Regions from separate parts of the Ovis aries genome. Here region 2 is linked to region 1. A link is a contact called in public Hi-C data. All regions are on one chromosome and are shown on one strand. Each heading gives the region's core, a stretch centred on a gene start, on an enhancer-like site or on the middle of the called end of the contact. The rest is flanking DNA. Distances are from core to core; before and after follow the strand shown.

Region 1 (5,115 bases), core at 761-3,260:
ATGTGAGATGAGTGCAACTGTGCGGTAGTTTGAGCATTCTTTGGCATTGCCTTTCTTTGGAATTGGAATAAAAACTGACCTTTTCCAGTCCTGTGGCCACTGCTGAGTTTTCCAAACTTGCTGGCATATTGGGTGCAGCACTTTCACAGCATCATCTTTCAGGATTTGAAACAGCTCAACTGGAATTCCATCACCTCCACTAGCTTTGTTTGTAGTGATGCTTTCTAAGGCCCACTTGACTTTACATTGCAGGATGTCTGGCTCTAGATTAGTGATCACACCATCATGATTATCATGACACCCTTCATCCACCCAAAGGTCCCCATCCCGCCCCCCCATCTCACTCCCCAAAGCTGGGCAGGAACAGAGTGCCTCCTCCTGACGGCTGTATGCTCCCCTCCACCCCCCAAGCCCCAGCTCTGGCCCCTTCCTCCCACCTGGGCCCTTGCACCAGCCTTCTCCTTGGTACCCTGGCCCCCAGAACTTCTCCCACCCTGGCGCGATACTCATCTCACAGCTGCCTCACATGCATGAGACCTTCTCACAGCCCCTGTGACCCTCAGGACCAAGTCCCCAGGTTCCTCCACCTGGGATCTGAGGCCCTTCTTGAGGTGGCCCAGCCACAAGTGGCATCACCCAGCCCTGACCCGACTGGGGAACCTACTCCTAGGGCAGCACTCCAGCCTACAATCCACACGCACAAAGGAAAGGTTTCCACCTTGGTTGGGTTCCAGCTCTACCACTGCAATTTAAAAAGGACTCAAACTAAGTAACGTTTATTTTCACCTGCCTTGGCAGGCACCATGAGTTACTAGAAAGAAGTGATGAAGGTAACACCCTGGCAGTCCAGTGCTTAGGACTCCTGGCTTTCACTGCCAAGGGCACAGGTTCCATCCCTGGTTGAGAACTAATACTAAGATCCTCCAAGCCGCTACTAAGACTCCGCGAGTTGTTCTGCTCGGTCGAAGATAAAAATAAAAGCTATGGAACAGTGTGTGCTACCTTCATATTACGTGAGTTTGCAGCTCACCTCATAAGGACGCTTCATTCTGTCCCATCTCACAGATCAAGACACTGAGTCCAGGATGGGTGGTGATCGATCCCAGGCTATGAAGAGAGGCTGTGGGAGAGTCAGGGGTCCAACAAGAGACTCCTGCTTCTCCCCGCTGGCCAGGATAGCTGGAGGTCACAAGGAGTTTCAGGAGGAGGAAACTGGCCCAGCAAGGCAGCCTCAGGTCACAGGACAAGTAAGCAGGAGGCCCAGGGCCCGCACTCTGCCTTCTGTACCAGAAACGGGAGGCATTACGGAACCCCTGCGGCCTCTCCACCGTCCAGGAAATCCCTTCCAGCCGAGCGGTCCTGGACGTTCTGGGCCAGCCGCCGGGCCTCCTGGGAACACAAGGGCACAGCGGGCCGGTGTGTGAAGCGACGCCTCGGAATCCTCGTTGGCGTGCTTGAAGACCTCCGAGCAGGAGGTGCTGTGGCTCCGGCGATGCGGGGAGCTCCCGGGAAGGCACAGGGACAGGAGGAGCGCCTGGGCTCCGGCCACGCAGGGCAAACACCATCCCCGGAGGTGAGGGGGTGACGGGCCTTCCGAGGTGGGCAGAGGGCCCGGGGCGGGGTCCACCCTAGGGAAGGAGGGCCCATGGCCCCCGGAGAGGCTCGGGGTCGAGGAGCCCTCTGAGAGCCTGCGGGGCGGACACACGCGGGACCCTCTAAATTCGCTCTTTCCGCGGAACCCACGAGCTCCGAGCTGTTCCGCCCCGCGCGCCTGCGTCCAAGAGGGCGCCCCAGCGGACGCACCGCGCCGCTCGGGCCTCTCCGGCCGCGCGGAGCTCGGGCTCTGCCTCCCGGCGCCGGCTGGCGGTGCGGGAGCCTCTTGGGTCCGAGCGCGGCGGGAAGCAGCCCGAGGGACGGCCCCAGAACGTCTGTCCGCGGCGCGGTGGAGATGGACAGTAAGAGCCCGAAGCCCTCTTCCGGCTCCCGCCGCCATTGCGGCCGGGCGGGGTCCGAGGCATCCGTCCCGGCGGGAAACAAACACCCGCGGACCACAGTTCCGGGTGCCTGCGCGCCTCACTTCTGCCATCGGAGGGTTGAAAAAAAGAAAATACCCAGCCAGTATAGTCACTATTTGGAGACACGGTAGATGCGGAGGAAGGGAAGACAAAAGAGATAGCTTTTGTCCGAAAAGTTGTGACTTGCCTTTACTGTTAAGTCACTTCAGTCGTGTTCGACTCTGTGCGACCCCATAGACGGCAGTCCACCAGGCTCCCCGGTCCCTGGGATTCTCCAGGCAGAACACTGGAGTGGGTTGCCATTTCCTTCTCCAACGCAAGAAAGTGAAAAGTGAAAGTAACGTGGCTCAGTCGTGTCCGACTCTTAGCGACCCCATGGACTGCAGCCTACCAGGCTCCTCTGTCCATGGGATTTTCCAGGCAAGACTTTAAAAGTCACTTTATCGTTCTAGGCTGGAGAAGGAACCAGTCATTCTACAATAGGAAAAAGTGTTATGTTAGTCGCTTAGTCGTGTCCAACTCTTTTTGACCCCATGGACTCCAGCCCACCAGGCTCCTCTGTCCATGGAGATTCTCCAGACAAGAAAACTGGAGTAGGTTGCCATTTCCGAATCCTGGAGATCTTCCTGACCCAGTGATCTCCTGCACTGCAGGCAGATTCTTTGGTATCTGAGCCAAGGAGACCAGACATCGCCCTGGGAGGTGAATGCATCTTTCATGATACTGTCTCCTGCTTCCCCTGCCACCCACGGACTCGCAGCACACCCGAAGGCTGAAGATCATACAGTGTTAGAAAGAGCCAGCACAGAAAAGGTGCTGCCTTGTCCTTCAGAGATGCCGGGGCCTAGCTCTGCAACTGACAGCCCTCGAGCTGGATGCTGGTGACCTGGGGCAGGATTCCCAGGACGTAGCCCCCTAAAGGCATGCCTGTGTGCCCTTCCCTTCCTATGCATCTACAACGGGCTTTCCTGATGGCTCAGCTGGTAAAGAATCCGCCTGCAATGCGGGAGACAAGTGTTCAGTCCTTCGGTTGGGAAGATCCCTTGGTGAAGGGAACAGCTACCCACTCCAGTATTCTTGCCTGGAGAATCCCATGAACTTCATGGGGTCGCAAAGAGTCAGACACGCCTGAGAGACTTTCACTGTGTCTTTCCCTTTTTGTGCCCACATTAGCAGGAGACCCAATCTGCCCTGATACACCAGTGCGTGCTGACTGGCTCCCTGGTAAGGCTGACCTGCCGGGAGCAGCAGGAGCAGCGGCAGGAAGCTCGGTAGGTGAGACGGGGCGGGCAGAGACAGCGGGGTCCTTTGAAGGCCTTGCCACAAGTTTCACAAATGAAGCACCGGACGTCCAGATGGGCGAGGGCATGGGCCTTGAGACAGGCTGCGTTCCTGGAAGCCCGCGGGCAGCCGGGACGGCCGCGCGCTGGGTGGGGCTGTGTTACTGGGCTTCCCCACTCACGGGGTCTGTGTGGGTGGGTGTACTCTGTGCCCGTCCAGTCAGTTAGCAGGTATTGATAAGGACAGAGCGAAGGGGCAAGGCAGACGGTTAAATACCCTTCGAGTATCTTTCTCTGCAGCTCCAAGGTCTCTTCCTTTCATGCAGGTCCTGCGACAACAATTAAGTGTTTTCATTGCCCCCCACCCCCGCCATCCCCACCGCGGCCGCCAATGAAGCCTCTCACCTCCAGAATCTGGATTCGGTCGACCCCATCACCTCCCCACCGTCTTTCCAAAGCCACCCCTCCCCCCCAAGACCTGCCTGGTTTCCGCCTCTTCTCTGTTCCCAAGAAGCTCGGCACAAACCATAGACAGAGGTTTCTGGTGGGCTACAGTCCATGGGGTCCCAGAGAGTCGGACATGACTCAGCAACTAAGCACAGCACACCACAAGCACAGCAGCAGCTGCAAGTATCCTGTCCCCTCAGTGGGTCAGCAGGTCCGGTCTTGGTGACCTGGCCTCGTGCTCCAGGGCCCTTACTCCGGGCGTGACCCTTCTGTTCGTCCGTTGTGAGGAACGGCCTCCCGAAAGCCCGATCCCGGAATGCAGGAGGCGAAAACATTAACCCCCAACCCGGGAGCCCTAAGTGGGGACACACGGGATCCGACCACCGAACAGAGGGGCCGGGGGGGGGGGGGGGGGTTTCACGTGAAAGCCTTCCGCCCGGAAACACACCCCTCAAAGGAAGGGTTCCAAGGACCTTTAGTTCCGCCAGCTTGAAGCTCAGTTATTTCGTTCAACACATATCGGTTGTATGTTGTTCAACACAAATGGCTCTTAGATACCAGCTTATGGGGGTAAAAGCGTGAGCCAACCAGACCTAGGTAGTCCCCGCCTTCCTCTACCTTAAGAGGCGGCACATATTATCTGCATTGGACACCTGCAACAAGGGACTCTCCTAAGCCTCCTGGGGGCGACAGAGACCAAAATATTGACATCTTCCCAGGCACCCCCGCCGCCCCAGCACCTAGGAGAAGCAGGTAGGGATGACAATCAAGAAACAAATTCAACAACGACGAGTCCGCGTCACTAAAGGATCGGATATATGCCGAAAAGAGGACTTGAACAAGAAGGTGTCAGATTCAGTCCTAGCATTTTACAGATGAGGGGACTGACGCGCAAGGAGTTTAAGTGAGAGGCTGATGAGCAAGTGGGTGCTGGAGCCAGGGTTATCCTAAATCCGGCAGGTCTTTACACTTTCTCATCCCCAGACCTTCATTTTCGGGAACGTGTCCTATGGTCCCTGAGAGTTAGAGGGGTGCAGCTGAAAGACGGTTAGGGAAAGAGCTGCCCGAGTGTGACACAGCCCTCAAAGCTGGCTGTGGGTGCTGGCCAGGAAAAACCAGAAGGCTGGGCTTTCAAGCTCCCACCCACGCAGAGCGCTGGGAATTCACAAACGGCCGCCTTCTTGCCTCAGTACCCACTGTCTTGAAAGAGTGGGCATTCCATGTTTCCTGGCAAAGATCAGGTTGTAAAATGAGCTTAGAAACAGCAGGATTCCACTTCTCGTTTCAAATCAATCAGACCTCAAGTTTCTCCAGGCAAACCTCCCCACCCCTCCGCTCTCCAAGCTGCTTGGCTTGTGGAATCTTAGTTGTCC
Region 2 (5,673 bases), core at 2,828-5,327, 100 kb after region 1:
TGGAGTGGGTTGCCATTTCCTTCTCCAATGCATGAAAGTGAAAAGTGAAAGGGAAGTCGCTCAGCTAGGTCCCTTTTATTGAATTGCTCTATCCAGTGGGGATGCCTGTCTCCCCATGCCCACAGCTACAATGGGTATTATTGAGCTTTCCGGTTTTTTTCCACGCTTGTCACTGTTTTCATTTGAATTTCCTGACTCGTTATGAGCGTGCGCATTTCCAGACGTACTCGCTGGGCATTCGGGCTTCCTAGTCTGCAGATCGCCTGTGTGCACCTCTCCCCCATCCTCTTACAGGGTTTCCTCTCGTGCTTTTGTTGATGTGCCAGAGTGACTAACATGGTACAGGTTAGGGCTTCTCCACCTCGGCTCTGTTGACATAAGGGGCTGGCTGGTTCTTTGTGGTGGGGGCCCGTGTGCAGCCTGGCCTAGACCCGCCAGGGACCACTAGCCTCCCCTCTCCCAGCCGTGACAACCTGAAATGTCTTCACGTGTTTCCAGTTATCCCAGTTGAAGGCCAGCGGTGTCAATAACAACCCTTGGTTTCAGGATATATTTCTGCCTGGTCTTTCTGGGGTGAGAGCTGGGTCACCACTGGGAAATCTGCAGTCCACCTCTCCATTCTGTTGTTGTTGAGCCACTGAGTCGTGTCCAACTCTTTATGACCCTGTGGACTCCCCGCCAGGCTCCTCTGTCCATGGGATTTCCCAGGCAAGAATACTGGAGTGGGTTGCCATTCCCTTCTCCACCACCTCTCAACCCCACCCCACAAACACCCTGGACCCCGCCCCACCCCCGCCACATGCCTCACCTGTGTCCCCACGGAGTCTGGGAGCTAGAGAGGGGTGGCCTGAGCTCCTGGTGGTGCCAGGGGGGCCAGGCGTGGCTGCAGTGGGTGTCTCCTTGGCCGGGACTCCTCCTGAAGGTGTGTCCCCCGTCCGGGAAGGCTCACGACAATCCTTGTCACCTTGAGAAATAATAGAGAGAACTGAGTAATCCCTATCGCTGTGTTCTGAGGCTTTCTTCCCAGGATGCCAGGTTTTAGGAGGACTCTATCGAGAAGAACACAAATAGGAACTGCTTTCCCTGTTGAAATGTCAGCCCACCAAGGGCAGGCATGCTCCCTGGGCCTGTGTGTTCTCGAAATGTGTTCTAAGAAATGGCCACATGCTCGTTCATGGTTCATTCGTGTGTGATCGATTTGATTTTTCCCTTAAAACATACACCGAGAAAAGGGGACGCACAGGGCTTCCCTGGTAGGAGTCCGCCCTGCAGCGCAGAGGACACCGCGGCACAGGCGGCACTGGCAGGCAGACTCTTCCCCCGGAACCACCAGAGGAGCACCCGTCTCTCTAGATGCTGTCCAGCTGCCCTCACAAGTGGGTGCAGATCCTCAGGCCTGCCTTTATCCCAAATCCTTGCCGCTGAAAGACATGTTAATTTTTGGCAAGCTCATGGGGAGCTGGTGGGCAAAGAAGCTGCAGGTTCACTACAGATGACCAACCTGAAGCCCAGAGAGGGCAAGGTCACACAGCTAAGGAGCAACATTGGGCTTCAGATCCAGCAGGCCTACCTGGTTCTGAATGGAGACCTCTTTCCCTGTGGGAGCAGACAGAAATAAAGCCCGAGGCTGGCCTCACCCCTGGTCACTCCCCCTGCCTGGCTCACTCCACTCTAGCCAGGCTGTGGGCTCTTCTCTCAAGACCCCACCACAGGGGCTTTACACATGCTGATCCCTCTGCCCGGAAAGCGCCTTTAGCTCCCTCTCCAGGCTCCCCATCACAGCTGACATCTTTACAATGGACCACAGCCCTCACCCCCTGCTGCCACCCCCACCAAGCACTCCACTTCTGCCCCACCGACCTCACTGCTGTGTCTCGAACCAGCTGAGCACACTCTCACCTCGTGGCCTTTGCACGCGCTTGCGGACTGCACTTACGGAACACTCTCCAACCAGGTATTTGCATGGCTTTCCCCTTCTTTTTTTCCCTTTCCTTTCATTTTATTTGAGTGCACTGCATGGCAGGTGGGATTTACCCCCTGCATTGGCAGGGCCGTCTTAACCACTGGGCCAGCAGGGGAGTGCCCCCGACCTCTTGAGGCTGTCACTTGACTGGCATTTCCTTAGTAAGTCATCTCTTAACCATCCCATTTTAAATGACAATTCTTCGCTCCCCCCGTTTCCCCTCCCTTTCTCTGTCCATCATGTTCCCAGGGGTTGGGACTCATGCCTGCCACACAGCAAACACCTGAGGCACGAACTAATGCCTGTGTCTTTAAACTCCATCATCCAGGAAGCCTCAAGAAATGGTGCTTCAAATAAAATGGAAAGACAATTCAACCTTCATAAGCTTCCATCTTCATCTCCTGTGCACTCTCTCTAGACCTACACGGCGATCTCACAACTGTTTGTTCATTCATTCATTCAACACAGATCCCGTGGAATACAGATGAATGCTCCCCAAAGATGTCCAAGCTCTAACTCTCAGAACCTGTGAATATGTTACCTTTCATGGCAAAGACTTTGCAAACTGACTAAGGGCCCAGTCCTTGAAATGAAGGGTTTATCCTATATTAACCCAAGGGAAACTGATCTAATCACATAAATCCTTATTCTTCGAGAATCTATCCCAGCCGCGGGCTTCGCTGGTGGCTCAGTGGTAAAGAATCTGCCTGCCAGTGCAGGAGCCATGGGTTCAGTCTCTAGTCTCAGGGAAGATCCCCTGGAGAAGGGAAGAGCTTAGTGGGCTATAGTCCATGGGGTCACAAAGAGTTGGACACGACTAACACACACACAAATCCTCACTGTAGTGACAAAGATGTAAAGATTAAAAAAGGACCACAGAGATGCAACATTGCTGACTTTGAAGATGGAGGAAGGGGGCGTGCACCAAAGAATACAGGAGCCTCTAGAAGCTAGAAAAGGCACAGGAACAATCTTTCCCTTCAGCCTCAAAAAGAATACAGCCCTGCCATCTTTCATTTCAACTAGTGAGAGACCTCAGTGGGGCTTCTGACCTCTAGAACTGCAAAATAATAAGCTTGTGTCGTCTTAAGCCCCAAACGCGTGGTGGTCTTATGGCAACAATAGAAACTGACATAGCTAAACCTGAGATGATGTGTCCTCAATGGGCAATGCAATTATCTCAACTCCAGTCTTCGCTGCTCAGAGAAGCCCCTTCCTTGTGGGGTCTCCTGGTGGAAAGGATGCCATCTCCTCTGCGAGCTTTTTCCCACTGCTCTACTAGAAATAATCGCGGTGTCCCTGGGATTCTACAGCTGTTGTTCATTTATGGTAAATAACTCTAACAAGCAGTGCATTGCGGTTTTAAGTGATTTCACACACATTTTGCTCATTGAATTGGGACCTGAGGTCACCCAGCCCCTTGTTCTAATTCCAGTGGAGTCACAGCTGGAACCCTGGTAGCCACACTGCAGAATTCACACTTGCAATGACTTCAGTAATTCCCCAGTCCAGTGAGCAAACTGTGTGCGAAATCGTTTGAAATGGATCTCAGCCTCGGCTCCTGAGTTCAACTCTCCGGAGCCTCATTCCCCTCCCTCCCACTTGAAACAGAGGGGCAACACCAGGACCTATGAAAGTGTGAAAGTGTTAGTCGCTCAGTTGCGTTCGACTCTTTGTGACCCCATGGACTGTCGCCCGCCAGGCTTCTCTACCCATGGGATTCAGGACTTATGTTACCCAGTTAATGGCATGTGTTCCTGGCACTGTCCTTGACTCTTTCCAGGGACCCTGGAGCTGCAGCTTTTTAATTTGCTTTTTTCGAAGTAAGGAATTGCAACTCAATGAAGAGGAATCATTTTTTTCAAGGCCACCTTGCTAATAAGGACAGAATTTCTGTCGTTTCCACCTCTGCCCACCCAACCCTGCCCCTCTTCCCAGTACTAAGGTTGCACATGTGACCCCTGGGATTTCCACCGCGCAGTGCCCAGTTCCGTACTTATCTGTGCTCACGCACCCCCTCTCCCCAACCAGGAGCAGGTGGGGTCTCAGGGGCCCGCGCACCGCCGCCCTCAGAGCTGCGCACGCCCAGCATCCGACCGTCTCCGCCGCGAGGGGGCGCGACGAGAAGGACCGGCGCCCGGCTACAGAGACCGAAGGCTCTGGAATCCTGGCCACACGGCACGGCACCTCTGGAAACTGAGCCCTAAGTCACGATTCGGGTGCCCCCCCCACCCCAAATCTCGTCGACTCCAAGGCCTGCTACGTGTCCCCGCCCCGACACCTAAGCATCAGACAGACCCGGGTAGGGGTGGGGGAGGGAAGAGAACTACAGCGCGCTTCACGCTTTTATAGCTGCGGAGTGGGCCAGCTGGCCAATCAGGAAGCGTACCGCGCCTGTGACGTCACATGGCGCTGGGCCATTGACGTCCCCCGCCCGCCCCTCCAGCCGAGGCCCCGCCTCCCTCGCCGAGGCCCCGCCTCTCGCTCCCGCTCCCGCCCTCGACAGAGACCGGAGGGTGGGCAGTGAGAAATGGAAGGGAAGAGCCAGACGCCGGGGCGGGGATAAAAAGAAGTTGACCGAGGTGGGGAAGGGCGGAGAGAAACAGTAATGGTGGGACATGAACTTGATAAGGAAAGAAAATGAGGAAGGTGACGAGAAAGAGACATGGTCGGTGAAGAAAAAAAAAACAGTGATCGAGATGCGGAGGGTGAGAAGTTGAAAAAAGAAGGTGAGAAAGAGGAGCAGAGAAGGATCAAGAGAGACTGAGCAGGCTGGAACAGAGATCTCTCTCTCTCTCACACACACACACACACACACACACACACACACAGAAATGGGAACCATCTGAGTGGGTCAAGGCCCGAGTGTACACACACACACACAGAAATGGGAACCATCTGAGCGGGTCAAGGCCCCAGTGTACACACACACACAGAAATGGGAACCATCTGAGCCGGTCAAGGCCCGAGTGTGACCAGGCCACAGGGAGACAGAGGCCATGGGGCAGCGGGGCTGGAGCTGTGGGGCTGGAGGCTGCCCCACTGGCCAGAGTAAGGGGTCAGGCTGGGGAAAGCCGTCCATCCGAAGGCCCCCAGCCCGCCTCCAAGCCTCAGCCCTGCCCAGACCAGAGCATGGGTTCAGAGAACAGGCTTGAGGGGCTGGGGTGGGGCGGCGGCATGGTGACAGCATGTCCCTCCGTGTGGGGACTGGGGAACTTCTGCGGAGGCACTGCCTCCAGGGACACGGGCTTTGACATCAAGGCTGATTCCCAGAGGCCCCAGAAGATCTGCAGGAGGACAGGGAGCAGGGTTCTGCCAAGCCTGGCTTGATTCTGAGACGCAGGGCGGGGCAGAGGAAGGGATCTCCTCTTCTAGGCTCTTGTAGGACAGTTACAGACGAGCCAAGGGAGGGGTAGTTCTTAGCGTCTTTGGAGCCGAGAAAAACCTGCCTGCGGTCTCGGAGACCTGGGCCAGCTCATTCAGGAGGGTCTTTCAGGAAGCCTGGCAGGGAGACGCTCCTCCCCACCCCACGCCTGCCCCTCACCTGTGCTCGGAAGGCGCCTCGTTGCTGGGGCAGGGGCCCCTGGGCTCCCCGTCGTTTCCCTGGAGAGGGTGTGTCCGGGCACCCCTGCAGCGGTGGTCCCCTTGGCCAGGTCCTCCCCTGAGGTGGGGTCCCACGTCCAGGGGGGATAGTCCTCCTCGTCTGCGTA

What was found. A called contact is a pair of places that touch in the nucleus more often than the background predicts.
Region 2: a contact with region 1 is called in a Hi-C map of liver, with 3 times the contacts expected there. The contact joins the enhancer-like site here to the promoter of LOC105612738 in region 1. A contact is called at or near these places in 7 of 16 Hi-C or Micro-C datasets (blood, liver, omental adipose tissue and 2 more).

The regions. Positions count from the first base shown.
Region 1 is chr14:62,690,160-62,695,274 of ARS-UI_Ramb_v3.0, forward strand. LOC105612738 (zinc finger protein 580) reads right to left here and starts at 2,011. Exons shown (of 3, transcript XM_042232440.2): 1 at 1,031-2,011. The coding sequence starts at 1,048.
Region 2 is chr14:62,788,979-62,794,651 of ARS-UI_Ramb_v3.0, forward strand. SSC5D (scavenger receptor cysteine rich family member with 5 domains) reads right to left here. Exons shown (of 15, transcript XM_060398175.1): 12 at 5,508-5,673; 13 at 809-964. Among named protein-coding and RNA genes, the nearest start is that of SSC5D, 12 kb to the right of the region's middle. Within about 2 kb of position 4,078, at least 9 of the 54 cell types and tissues checked have an H3K27ac peak or open chromatin away from gene starts, as enhancers often do. A contact at or near this core is called in liver and tail adipose tissue, where this site is marked.